Linked DNA regions of Mus musculus: regions 2 and 3 are each linked to region 1. A link is a contact called in public HiChIP or PLAC-seq and promoter capture Hi-C data. All regions are on one chromosome and are shown on one strand. The core of a region is the stretch at or near the end of the contact, and the rest is flanking DNA. Distances in the headings are between cores, read along the strand shown. Region 1 holds the start of Tcaim (T cell activation inhibitor, mitochondrial). Region 2 holds the start of Limd1 (LIM domains containing 1). Region 3 holds the start of Lars2 (leucyl-tRNA synthetase, mitochondrial).

The links. HiChIP or PLAC-seq counts read pairs in DNA pulled down with a chosen protein or histone mark. Capture Hi-C pulls out chosen DNA fragments and counts their contacts.
Region 2: a contact with region 1 is called in an H3K4me3 HiChIP or PLAC-seq map of craniofacial prominence, with 6 times the contacts expected there. The contact joins the promoter of Limd1 here to the promoter of Tcaim in region 1. A contact is called at or near these places in 2 of 39 promoter capture datasets (erythroid cells and hippocampal neurons), 1 of 484 Hi-C or Micro-C datasets (CD4 T cells), 2 of 115 datasets of contacts at active chromatin or transcription factors (craniofacial prominence and extraembryonic endoderm stem cells) and 1 of 9 other capture datasets (adipose tissue).
Region 3: a contact with region 1 is called in a promoter capture Hi-C map of adipose tissue, with 3 times the contacts expected there. The contact joins the promoter of Lars2 here to the promoter of Tcaim in region 1. A contact is called at or near these places in 2 of 39 promoter capture datasets (hippocampal neurons and pre-B cells), 3 of 484 Hi-C or Micro-C datasets (CD4 T cells, muscle stem cells and uterus), 5 of 115 datasets of contacts at active chromatin or transcription factors (the 230-238 cell line, the SCID.adh cell line, astrocytes and 1 more) and 2 of 9 other capture datasets (adipose tissue and liver).

Annotation. Positions count from the first base shown.
Region 1 is chr9:122,803,018-122,807,347 of GRCm38.p6, forward strand. It overlaps Tcaim (T cell activation inhibitor, mitochondrial), which reads left to right and starts at 2,530. Exons shown (of 11, transcript NM_001013405.2): 1 at 2,530-2,671.
Region 2 is chr9:123,476,659-123,480,988 of GRCm38.p6, forward strand. It overlaps Limd1 (LIM domains containing 1), which reads left to right and starts at 2,043. Exons shown (of 8, transcript NM_013860.2): 1 at 2,043-3,963. The coding sequence starts at 2,580.
Region 3 is chr9:123,364,598-123,368,927 of GRCm38.p6, forward strand. Lars2 (leucyl-tRNA synthetase, mitochondrial) reads left to right here and starts at 2,330. Exons shown (of 21, transcript NM_153168.3): 1 at 2,330-2,510.

The DNA of each region.
Region 1 (4,330 bases), core at 1,280-3,779:
ATGCAGCTAGAGCCATGAGTCCCTCCATGTATACTCTCTGGTTGGTGGTTTAGTCCCTGGAAGCTCTGGGGGTACTGGTTGGTTCATATTGTTATTCCTCCTATGGGGCTTACAAGCTCTTTCAGCTCCTTAGGTCCTTTCTCTAGCTCTTCCATTGGGGACCTTGTGCGCAATCCAATGGTTGGCTGAGAGAACCACCTCTGTATTTGGCAGGCACTGTCAGAGCCTCTCAGGAGACAGCTATATCAGGCTCCTGTCAGCAAGCATTTGTTGGCATCCACAATATTGTCTGGGTTTGGTGGTTGTATGTGGGATGGATCCCCAGGTGGGGCAGTCTCTGGATGGTCATTCCTTTAGTCTCTGCTCCACACTCTGTCTCTGTATCTCCTCCCACGGGTATTTTGTTCCCCCTTCTAAGAAGGACAGAAGTATCCATACTTTGGTCTTCCTTGAGTTTCATGTGTTTTGCAAAATGTATCTTGGTATTCTAAGTTTCTGAGCTAATATCCACTTAGCAGTGAGTGTATATCATGTGTGTTCTTTTGTGATTGGGTTACCTCACTCAGGATATTTTCTAGTTCCATCAATTTGCCTAAGAATTTTATGAATTCATTGTTTTTGATAGCTGAGTAGTATTCCATTATGTAAATGTACCAAATGTATCCATTCCTCTGTTGAGGGACATCTAGGTTCTTTCCAGCTTCTGGCTATTATAAATAAGGCTGCTATGAACATAGTGGAGCATGTATCCTTATTACATGCTGGAGCATCTTCTAGGTATATACCCAGGAGTGGTATAGCTGGGTCCTCCAGTAGTACTATGTCCAGTTTTCTGAGGAACAGCCAAACTGATTTCTAGAGTGGTTCTACCAGCTTGCAATCCCACCAGCAGTGGAGGAGTGTTCCTCTTTCTCCACATCCTCCCCAGCATCTGCTGTCACCTGAATTTTTGATCTTAGCCATTCAGACTGTTGCGAGGTGGAATCTCAGGGTTGTTTTCTAGAACCCAGGACCACCAGCCCATGGATGGCACCACTCACAGTGGGCTGGGACCTCTTACATCAGTCACTAAGAAAATGCTTTCCTGCAGTGTGATCTCCAGAGGTGTTTTCTCCATCGCGGCTCCCTCTTCTCTAAGGACTCTAGCATGTGTGAAGTTAACATAAAGCAGCAGCACAGACTGAAAACACAAAGATCCAGGGCACCCCACCAAATGTCTAAGTTACCCTCCTAACAGCTCCCTTTCAGTGGGTCTCATATGACTATTACGTGTACGTTGTGGGAGGAGCACACATCCATGTGGATTTTTGCAGGACAGCGTTTTTGGAATCTGTTCTTTCCTTCCACCTCCATCTAGTTACGGTAATCAAACCACAGTGGTCAGGCTGGAGGGTCTGATAGCAAACACTTTCATCTGTTGGTCGACCTGGCAGCACAGTACTGTATGCTTTATGATAATATGTGACTAAGGACATTGCTAATGAAAATATTTTAAACAAATGTGCCAAAATATAAATATCTAACAAGGATTGTCCCAAAACACTAAGAAGTTAAAACTTCAGAAGTTGTCAGGTGGTGGTGGCCCATGCCTTTGATCCCAGCACTCAGGAGGCAGAGGCCAGCAGATCTCTCTTCAAGGCCAGCCTTGTCTACAGGACTACACGGAGAAATCCCGTCTCAAAACAAAAAACAAAAACTCCTTCAGAAACCACCTTCAGTATCTGTAGCCTATTCTCTTTAACATAGTCCTCACTCTAAATAGTACTGTACGCCACAAATTCAAGTCGTCTAGAGGGGAAAAGCCCTAAATAGGGTAATAAATGGGACAAGTATTTAAAGGAGTTCTCAAAATGGGTAGAGGCAGTGTCCTTAAATCTACAGTCTCACAAGGGCAGGAAAATTGAGTCCCAGCACTCTTAAGCTTGCGTGACATGTGGCGCACACACTGCCTCAGAGACAGGTGGGCAATTGTAAACTATGCTCCTGCAGACAAAGGACACGATGTGGGCCGCAAGGTCGTCTTCAGGAGAATGAAGATCTGAGAGAAGGGGTGGGATGGCTTCTTGCTGGTTGACCAAGCCAAGAGGTAGCAAAGCGAAAAGCAGTTTATATTCCATCATTTGCAGGTCTGGAGATCAGTTACAGACGTCCAATAAAGCAGTAAAAAGCCCATGCTGAGTACACTGAACGTTTAAAAACAGCCTAGTAAGGAGTCGCGATGTGTCATGCCTGTAATCAAAGCACGTAGGAGGCTGAAGCAGGAGAATTGCCGCAAGTTCAAGGCCAGCGTGGGTTACAGTGTGAGCCACTGTCCCAAATAATTAAACTATCTCAAATAGATTAGATTGAGGAAAAGTCAAGTGGGAAATGTAAGCCAGAGGAACCGGATCTTTCACACTCAGCTGCATCTGGGAAGCCTACCAAGACTACCAACGGCTGCTCAGCAAGAACTGCGTCACCAGAGCGCCTTGCATAGCTCCGCCCCTTCCCCCCTCCCCACCAGGGGCTGCGCGTGCGCGCTTTGGCCCCGCCCCTGCCTCCCGCTACTCCTTTACCTTTGCTTATCGTCCTCCCACCTGCCTGCCAATCATCTTTCTCCCTCAGACCTAGTCGGCCGGAAGAACCGGCTTGTGTCTCCCGAAGCTGCCTTCGGAAACCCGCAGATAGCGGGGTAAGGACACCGCTTTGAAGCGGGGTGGGAGGCCGCTGAGAGCCGACGTCCTGGCTGGGAGCCGCTTGCCGGCCTTGCGCAGGCGTTCTAGGAGGAAGGTCGGTCCGCCTTAGCCAATGAGCATGGTTCGTGCGGCCTGCCGGCTCCAAGTGTCGGGGCGTCCAAGCACGAACCCAGGCCTCTGAGACAGTGGGCCAGACCTGTCAGGAGCTCCCTGCAGAGCGAAAGTTGCCCAGGGACTCCACACTTGCCACACAGGCCTTGGCCTGTGCGTGCTGAGGCGTAGGCGAGGCTGTCAGATGGGAGCTGGGTTTAGGCTGCTGCTGGGAGAGCCTTGAGGCTGGTGGGGCCCTGGGAGGAGCTGCACCCCAAGTTGCGGACCTGTCCATTCACCTCTAGACCTGTAATCAAACTTATGGCTAAGTAGACTCTCAGAGGGGAGTCTGAGGCGTAGATTACTCAAGTGCACTTCACCACTAAAGAGCTTAAGGAGTGTGCTAATTCATTCAAGACATCTGTGGAATGTGTGTGTGCGAATGGGTTTAAGATTGTAGGATAATGGTAAAAGGAAACAGGATCAGGCTGAATTTTATCAGTTTGAGACCACCGATTGGAGATTCCAGATTTAATGTGGAGTTCATATAGTTTTAAAAAGGTGTCAAAGTTTGGTTGGCTGGTTGGTTGGTTAGATTTGTCTACAGATGGCCTACTGAAAAGGAACTGGAGATGCCTGCCATCCCTTGGCTTAGTGTTGATGAAGGAGTTTTAAGCTCAGGGAAATTGCAGTGCTAGAGTGGGTACTCTCTGAAAAACCTGATCCCTCATAATGGAAAGGCCCAGAAGACATGCCCTACACTAACCTATAAGATGAAAATGGTTTGAGGGGGCAACAGCAGGTCCGAAGAGTTTTTGTCGTAATTTTTTCTCTTGTGCCAGATCTTAGGGTTCAGTGGGTGTAATTGGACCTTGGAGTAGCACCAGTGCCTGTATATATTAGGTCAGGCTGGGCCAGAAGTGCCTGAATCCTTCTTGAAACTGTAGAGTTTGTAGTTATGATTTAACTCTCCAGCAAGATACAAAAGGAAAGCTAAAGAATTTGTTATCTAGCCAGGCGATGGTGGAGTGTCATTAATCCCAGCAATGGGAGGCAACAGGAGGCAGAGACAGTTGGATCTCTGTGAGTTCAAGGCCAGCATGGTCTACAGAATGAGGTCCAGGACAGCTAGGGGTGTTACACAGAGAAACTTTGTCTCCAAAAACAAACAAATGGAACTTGTTATCATTGATATGTCTAATACTGTCTCCTGGTTTTGCTCTGGTTGTTTACTTGGTTCCCTACTCTAAGTAGAAAGCCTAAAAGCATTTTTTTTTTTTTAAATCCTGGTCTCTGGGTGAGAGGGTGCATGCTTTTAATCCCAGTACTCCAGAGGCAGAAGCAGGTAGATCTCTCTGAGTTGGATGCCAGCCAAGTCTACAAAGTGATATCCTGTCTCCAAAAACAAACAAACAAACAAACAAACAGAAAGGAAAAGAAAAGAAAGGTAGTTAGGTATGGTTTTATCATTACTTGAGAGAAGAATTTTTTTTTCTAAAGAAAAATTCCAAGATAGTTACAAAGGGAAACCATAACTAAAGTGAAGTTAGTGTGAAGTTAAGTTA
Region 2 (4,330 bases), core at 793-3,292, 670 kb after region 1:
AAACATTCAAACATTGTGTATGGGTGTTTGGCTCACAAGTTTGTCTATGTCACATGCATTCAGTACCTAGAGAGACCAGAAGAGGGTGTTGTGGCAGTGGCGAGCCACCGTGTGGATGCTGGGAATCAAACCCAGGTCCTCTAAAATAACAGCTAGTACTCTTAAGTACTGACCCATCTCTCCAGCCCATGTCCAGCACTTCTAAGGATCACTTGCATAATGGTATATTGGATGCCATCTTTATAAGCTGCTGTTATTATTACTGTAGTTGTTGGGGGATGGAACCCAGGCCCTCATGTATGCCCAGCGAGTGTTCTATCACTGGGTTGTAGCTCTGGGTATAGGAGATTCTTTTAAAATAAAAATATTTAATCCTGGGCTGGAGAGATGGCTCAGCAGTAAAGAGCACACACTGTCCTTGCAAAGGATTGGAGTTCAGTTCCCAGTACTTACACAGGGCGCCACACAGCCACCTACGACTTCAGCTCTGGGGTTTCTGATTCTCTCTCTGGCTTAGAAGAACATCTGTCCTCTCTCCTCCCCCACCTCTCTCTTCCCCTTTCACCTACACACACACACACACACACACACACCATATATACACATAATTTGAAACTAAAATAACTTTAAAACCTAGTTTTAGTATAATGCTTTATAGCAGTACTCACTCTTCAAATTTTATTGTGCAAATCGTCTTCCCATCCCACAGATGCCGTAAAACACAAATCTGGGGTTAGTAGTTTGGGGCTGGAGCCTGGAACTCTTCATTTTCAACAAATATCCTGAACCTTCAGAGTCTACAGGACAGTGAACCATTTTTGTGTTTATAGAATATAAGAATATAAGCACTTCCATATATATTATCTTGTTTGTTCCTCGTCACAGTTTAGAGAGATTTGCCAAGACACATATGTTCAACCAAACCCTGCGCATATACAGGTGTAATGAAGTGGATAACTGATTAGCTGTCAACCAAAAAGGGGCATGCAGACAAATAAACAGCTGGAGCTGACCCTCCATACCTAGAGCTCCACATCTGAACAAGGGCAAGATACTCAGGAAAAGAAAAGGTGTTTATGTTAAACACATACAGATTTCATTTTCTTGTCATGATTCCTGAAAGACAACAAAACAAAACCAAACAAAACTGCTGAGAACTATTTGCATAACATTTACATCTATTAGGTAGTATGAGCAGAGACCTGGAAACATTTAAACTAGATGGGAGAAAGCCTGCAGGTCAGTGACTTCAGTATCCCTGGATTTAAATAGTGTTCAAACCAAGCAGGAAACAAAGGGGTTGTGGGTGGGGGTAACTTTACGGGGAGGTGATTTTAGCTGGGAAGGAAAGAAGAGACACCAGAAGCTGATCAGCAGGCTCTCGGCAGGCACTAGGAAGTTCCATCCACCGGGAGTTCAGGCAGGGAAGGTCCCAAATCAGAGGGAGGGTAGGCGGGGCAGTCAGGCCTGTTTGTAGAAGTGAAGGCGGGATTTCAAAATAAGTCCGGAGTAAGCCTTGAGGGTTCAAGTTCAAGAGTGACAGGCCTGGGATTGGTTTTAGATCACGCTGGCGGCTGTGTGGGAAACGTAAACTATCCCCAGTCACCTCATAGGAGCTATGTGTGTTATCTAGAGCCATGGCAACCTGGAGTGGTGAGAACTGCTTGGGGTTCAAGAAACCCAGTAAGGACGACAAGCCTCTCTGGGCACACTTAGGACGTCCAACACAGATGCTCTCATTCGAGGGGACCCGAGGGAAGCCTGGCGCACCCTTGACTCTCCAGCAGCGGCGGGAAACTGAACAGTCCGCGGCAAAAGTACTGCGGGAATTGCAACTCTCTCCCGGTGCCCAGAGAGGGACGCCAAAACTCGGCGTGCGCATCACTGGCCTGCAGGGGGCGCCCCGCCCCGCCCCGCTCCCGCCCCGCCCTCCGAGCCTCCGCCCCGCCCCGCCCCGCCCCGCCCCGCCCTCCGAGCCTCCGCCCCGCCCCGCCCCGCCCCGCCCTCCGAGCCTCCGCCCGCGCCCCTGCGCGGCCCGGGGCGGGCGCAGCCGGCCAGCGAGCTCCCGGGACTGACGACCCGCGCGCTCACTTCCGCGTCCCGCCGCCGGCCGCCGCCATCGGACAATGGGCCGCGCGCCGCGGCTGCAGTGAGCTCTGCTGGATCCGGCCACCGGCCCCAGGCCAGGGGCTGCCCGGTGTGTTTGCAAGTTCGATTGTTCGACGTGGATGTGAGTTTACTTTTTTTCTGTGGACGTTCTCTGTCTTCTTTCGCCTGTTTTGGGTTTTGTGACTTGGAGAAGAGAACTTTTCTAAGCAGGCCGGGCACGGCTGAAGGCTGCTCTGCCCCCACGTGGACGCTCCCCGGGGGAAAAGAAGTCTGAAAGTAAACTTAGCCCCGCTGGCCTGAAGGCCTCAACTCTGGCTGGACTGTGAGTTTTGGAGTCATGACCTTCTTGCTGGGCAGGTGGGAATCTTTATCTGCCTTAGGCTGGACCTGAAACCTCGGCCAGCACCCAAATCTCCCCCACCACATTCACACCTTGAACCAGGGCTAGGCCCCGGACACTGATCTACAACATGGATAAATACGATGATCTGGGCCTTGAGGCCAGTAAGTTCATCGAGGACCTGAACATGTATGAGGCCTCCAAGGATGGGCTCTTCCGGGTGGACAAGGGTGCTGGCAACAACCCAGAATTTGAGGAAACTCGAAGGGTGTTCGCGACCAAGATGGCCAAAATCCACCTCCAGCAGCAGCAACAGCAGCAGCTCCTACAGGAGGAGGCCCTACCTAGGGCAGGCAGAAGCCCGGTCAACGGTGGGAACCGTCAGGGTGCGAGCGGCAAGCTGGCTGCAGATGGGGCCGCTAAGCCTCCTCTGGCTGTGCCAACAGTGGCACCTGGATTAGCTACTACCACTGCGGCCGCGCAGCCCTCGTACCCATCTCAGGAGCAGAGGATCAGGCCATCTGCCCATGGTGCAAGGCCTGGCAGTCAGAACTGTGGTTCCAGGGAGGGGCCTGTGAGTTCCCAGAGACCTGCTTTACACGGCCTGAGTCCCTCCTGTGAAGACCCTTCCTGCCTCACTCACGGAGACTATTATGACAATTTCTCTTTGGCAAGCCCACAGTGGGGTGATAAACCTGAAGGGTGCCCCAGCGTGAGTCTGGGTGTAGGAAGTGGATGGCCTGGTTGCCCAGGGAATGACTCCACATTGCCCAAATCCTGTGGAGACCATCACCCTTACCAGCCACAGCTCTCCACAGTGTGCTCTGGCAGGTCTTTTGAAAGTGGCATCAGTGGCCAGGACGGTGGCATTGGTGGCCATAGCAGCGAGAAGCCAACAGGCCTTTGGTCCACTGCCTCCTCTCAGCGAGTGAACCTCGGTTTTTCTTCCATGGGCTTGGAGAATGGGACCTCCGCTCAACCCAAGGGCACAACTGTTTCAGCACCGATGGTCCCTAGCAGCGCCAGCCAAGGAGCTTGTCCGAAAAGAGATTCAGGTCTGGGATATGAGGCTTCAGGCAGGGTCTTCAAACCCCTTGTGGACACTCAGCCTTGGCTGCAGGATGGGCCCAAGTCTTACCTCTCAGTTTCTGCTCCATTATCCTCGACAGCTGGCAAGGACAGTACCCAGCCAGGTATGACCACCGGGCTGGATCCTAAGTTTGGATGCGTGGAGTCTGGCACTAGTCCCAAGCCCAGCCCCACCAGTAACGTCCATCCGGTAATGTCCACTCCATCTGAGTTATCTTGTAAAGAGAGTTCTCCCAGCTGGTCCACTGACAGTAGTCTGGAACCTGTGCTCCCAGGGAGTCCCACCCCCTCCAGGGTGAGATTGCCCTGCCAGACCCTCGCACCGGGCCCTGAGCTTGGACCCTCCACTGCGGAATTGAAGTTGGAAGCCCTCACCCAGCGTCTGGAGCGAGAGATGGATGCTCACCCCAAAGCGGACTACTTCGGTAAGTAAGATGCTTTGGAGTTGCCTGTGGTGGAGCGATGGTGTCCCCACCAGGATGCTATTATTTCTCCTTCCTCTTTCAGCTACTTCTGCTCCTTTAGAAACTTGAAAGCAGCTGCGGGCAGAAAGCAGCCTTTTGCATATGGGAGTTACCCATGTGAGCAGAGTGAAGCAGGGTGGGATTGCTCATAACTGCCCTCAAAAAAGGGAAATGAAGCTGGGAGGTGGTGATGCTCGCCTGTAATTCCGACACTTGGGAGGCAGACGCAGGAGGATCTCTGAGTTCGAGGCCAGCCTGGTCTATTATAGCTAGAGTTCCAGAACAGCCAGGGCTACACAGAGAAATCCTGCTTTGACCAAACCAAACC
Region 3 (4,330 bases), core at 1,080-3,579, 560 kb after region 1:
GCGAGAGAAATAACGAGCCAAGACAAAGTTCTGATCAAGGCCAATGTTTACTTAAGAGTCTGAGCTTATAAAGGGGGGGACCCATCCCCTACCACGCCAGGATCTTGTTGCTTTGTCAGGATAGTGTCAGGAGAACAGGTTCAGCCTCTCAGCTGAGGAAACCACAGACGTGGCAGTCAAAAGACTTTACCCAGGTCAGAAGACTCCACCCTAGGTGGACTAGCACTGTGGCAAGCCAGGTCTGAGCAGCCTGCTCAAGGCTGGGAGGAGGGCACAGAATTGGAAAAGATTTTTACCAACTCCACATATGATAGAGGACTAATATCCAAAATACATAAAGGGCCCAAGAAACTAGATATCAAAAAACAAACAAACAAACAAACAACAAACAAAAAAACCAGAAAAACAATAAAAGAAAAACAAAAACAAAAAAACCCAACAATTCAATTCAAGAATGAGGTACAGATCTAAACAGAGAGTTCTCAATAGAGTAGTCTAAAATGGCTGAGAAACTCTTAAGGAAATGCTAAATCAAAACTACTTCCTTCTTATACCTGTCTGAACGGCTAAGATCAATAACACAAGTGACAGTTCATGTTGGCCAGAATGTGGAACAAGGGAACCCTCTTCCATCATGGGAGTGCAAACCTGTATAGCTACTATGGAAATCAATATATTGATTTCTCAGAAAATTGGGAATCCATCTACCTCAAGACCCAGCGTACCACTCTTGGGCTTATACCCAAAGCATGTTCTATCCTACCTCAAGGATACTTGCTCAACCATGTTCATTGTTGTTTTTTTCATAGTAGCCAGAAACTGGAAACAATCCATATGTCCCTCAATAGAAGGATGGATAAAGAAAATGTGGTGCATTTTCACAATGGAGTATTTGCTGTAAAAAAAAAAAAAAAAAAAAAAAAAGTGACATCATGAAATTTGCAAGCAAATGGATGGATCTAGAAAAAAAAAAAAAAACCCCAAGTGATGTAACCCAGAATCTGAAAGATAAATATGGTATGTATTTACTTATAAGGGGATTTTAGGATTTTAGCCATTAAGTAAATGATAATCAAGCTACAATCTAGAAACAGAGAGGTTATGTAAAGAGGAGGGGTCTTGGGAGACATAGGAACCGACCTGGGAAGGTAGATTAGATTTTATGGGAGGATTGGGGGGGTGGGTGAGGATGGGAGGGGGTTGTGTGGGGGGAAAGAGTATGGGGAGAGTCAGCTGAAATTGAAGGAGGGCACTTCTGGGGGTGGGGGATGGGAAGCCAGTGCAGTGGAAACCTAGTGTGAACTGTATCAGGGCAATGGTGGCACAGAATTGGTTTCCAGGTGAGGTTTGATGCTGGTCTAGAACAACCTGGTGTTTTGAGCTTTAAATGATCAGGAGACTGTTTTTGTTGTCGTCGTTGAAGTCTTGGAAATGGACAAAAGCTTCCTATGTTTCCTGGGTGGCACACAGAATGAAGTTTTATTCTGTAGGAGTGTACACCCCTGCTGGTCTCCTTATGGACTGCATTGACCCATGTAAGGACAGAAACTAAGATGGAGATTATACATACAGTGACGGGATGGATTGTCTGTGAAGCTACAATTGATTTTAGCCCTGTAGGAAGAGATGGCACTCAGACATTGTTTCCCCCCTCCCCCCCCACCCCCCCGCTATTACTGGATAGCAACCATTTTGCACTATTTGCAAATCTCAGTACACTTCTCACATGTGGCCTTAAAAAGATTCTTCCTTTAAAAGATAGAGTGTAATTACACCATTGTTCCTTTGCAATTCCTTGATTTATTACAAGGCAAGAAGCTCTTGCTCCATGCAGTGCGTGCTGGGCGATGGGGCACATTAACCCCATAAGGAAGGAGGTCAGACAGCTTGTTTTCCTGTCAGTACATTTTGTTCCCCGCTCTACTCCGGGCTAGGTAATTCTCCTCCTGGGGCTAGAAGATCACCTGATATGATGGATGAAAAGTGCTTCAATCCTCACCAGGCCCATAATGGATCAAAAAGTCAGACAAGCCAGCCCAGTAGCAGCTTCTGTGACGCTGAGATTCAAACCCTGGCCTTGAACCACCCCAGAGCTCTTTTAACCACCTGTCACTTCATCCTTTAGCATCTCCCTCGTTTCTGTTCTAATTGTAAGACCGGGACAATCCGGTAAGCAGAATTTGTACCGATAGCAGGCGTAGAGGGCGAGGCCTGGGCGGGGTCAGCCCTGGGCGAGCAGCTTGGGGGCGGAGTCAGCGCTGTCTCTCCCGCATCTCGCCTTTCCCTCTTGGCTCCGCCTCTCCTGTCTGTGTCCGCGGCCTCCCCTTTCGATAAAGTTGTTGTTTTGCCAACATGGCGGCGCCCAGAGTGACTGGCTGGGTCTTGCTCGTGTAATGCTTGGGGAACGAGGCAGAAGGTAGCAGCTGGCCAGACAGAGCCTGAGCGCAGAAAGCCCCGCCTGGGGCTCAGGAAGACGAGAGACAAGCCCCGCTTAGCCCCCGGAGCTGAAGGTGCGGACAGGCTCGGGAGTCCCGGGACCTTGGAGTTTGACAAAATGGGAAAAGCTCCGAGATTCTAGTCTATAGGCTCTTTCAGCCATGGACCCTGTTGACAGCTCCGGACTCTTGCTCGGAGAACGCACATCTTCACATGGCTTTGTATTCGAATTCTCCTCTACTACTCACCTCCCCCCGGGTGCCTGGATCTTCTCTTCGGGGTTGGGGGTTTGGACCCAGAAAAGGACCATCAGTACTACATCTTTGGGGGACCCACAGTATTAATTAGGACCCGCAGGTCTTCACAAGTCGCCTGGATCTTAACAGGCTCACAGCTTACAGAGAAGGTGGAGTTCCAGATACGAAATAACTTGCCTGAGATCCTGCAGGAAATTAGAAGTAGCGTGTGTGTGTGTGTGTGTGTTTAACATTAGTATTTTACAAGACATGTCTGCTGACATTTGTGTTTTTAGAAGACATGTTTGTTGGGGTGAGGTGTGTGTTAACTTACTCGTTTTGTTTGTATCCACACCAACCTCTGCTAAAATGGCTGCTTTTGATGCCAGGAAGAGGCAATGCCTATTAAGACTTCAGTAGACAGGTACTTGAAATGGCCCAGAGCTGTGCCTAGTAAGTAAAAAAAGAACAGAAGATGGTTGAAATCTAAAAGTTCTGTAAATTCATAGGCATGAGCACAGACAATTTGTTCTTAGTCTCTTCCCCTAGTGGAGAGTCTGAGGGTGATCTTGGACCTATGCCTAAGGGTTTGGGGTTTATTTTTATTTTTTATTTTGCATTGCTCAGGATGGAACCAATGGCCTCAAACAGTGTCAGGGAATTACTCTACCACTAAGCTATATCTCCAGCCCCCACATTTACAGTATTTACTTGTTTTATTTTGTTTTTGGTGCTGGGTATTGAACTGATGTGCTGAGCATCTGTTTTATATATCTAGTCTTTGGATTTTCTTAACAAATCTGCTTTTGTTTTAAGACTTGTTTTTAATTGTGTGTGTGTGTGAGTGTGGGTGCCCATATAGGCCAGAGGCATCAGATCTTCCTGAAGCTGGAATCATAGGCATTGTGAGTCACCCACTGTGAGTGCTGGGGACCAAACGGGGATCCTGTACAAGAGCGGTGTGCTCTCTTAACTGCTGTGCCATCTTTCCTGCCTCTTCTTTATTTGTTTGTTTAAAGACAGAGTCTCGCTGTATAGCCCAGGCTTCCCTACAGCTCATGGTAGCCCAGGTTGTACTGGAACTCTTGACAGTCCTCCTACCTCAGCCTCTCAAGCTACTGGCATTCCAGGTGTGAGACATCACAGTTTCTTAACTCCTCTGGCATACATACATTGCCAAATTGCTTCAGAGGTGTTCTTAATTTGCATCTACCAATAGTGTATACACATAATTGTTTTCATTAAAACTATAAGCAAGATATTTAATTGTATTTATTTCTTTGATTAGTTGTAAAGTTGATTTTTTTTTCATGTTTCTTAGCTTTTGTCCTCTGTCTTATCCCTCACTTGGGGCACCAATCCCCCTTTTCTGGTGCTGTGGATTGAATCCAGAGTTTTAGACTTGCAAAGCAAGTGTTCTACCACTGCGATATACTTCCATGCTTATATCTTTGCCTATTTTAAACATGTTTTTGGGGTTCTTTCCTCATATGTGAACTCTTTATGGAGTTGTATAACCTTTTGTCATTGTAGTTTGGAACAAATACTTTTCTTCAGCAAATTGTTTACTCTTTAGCAATTTGTTCAAACTTTTTCTTTCTTTTCTTTAAGACAGGATCTCACTGTGTACCTGTGTAACTCAGGCTGGCCTTGGACTT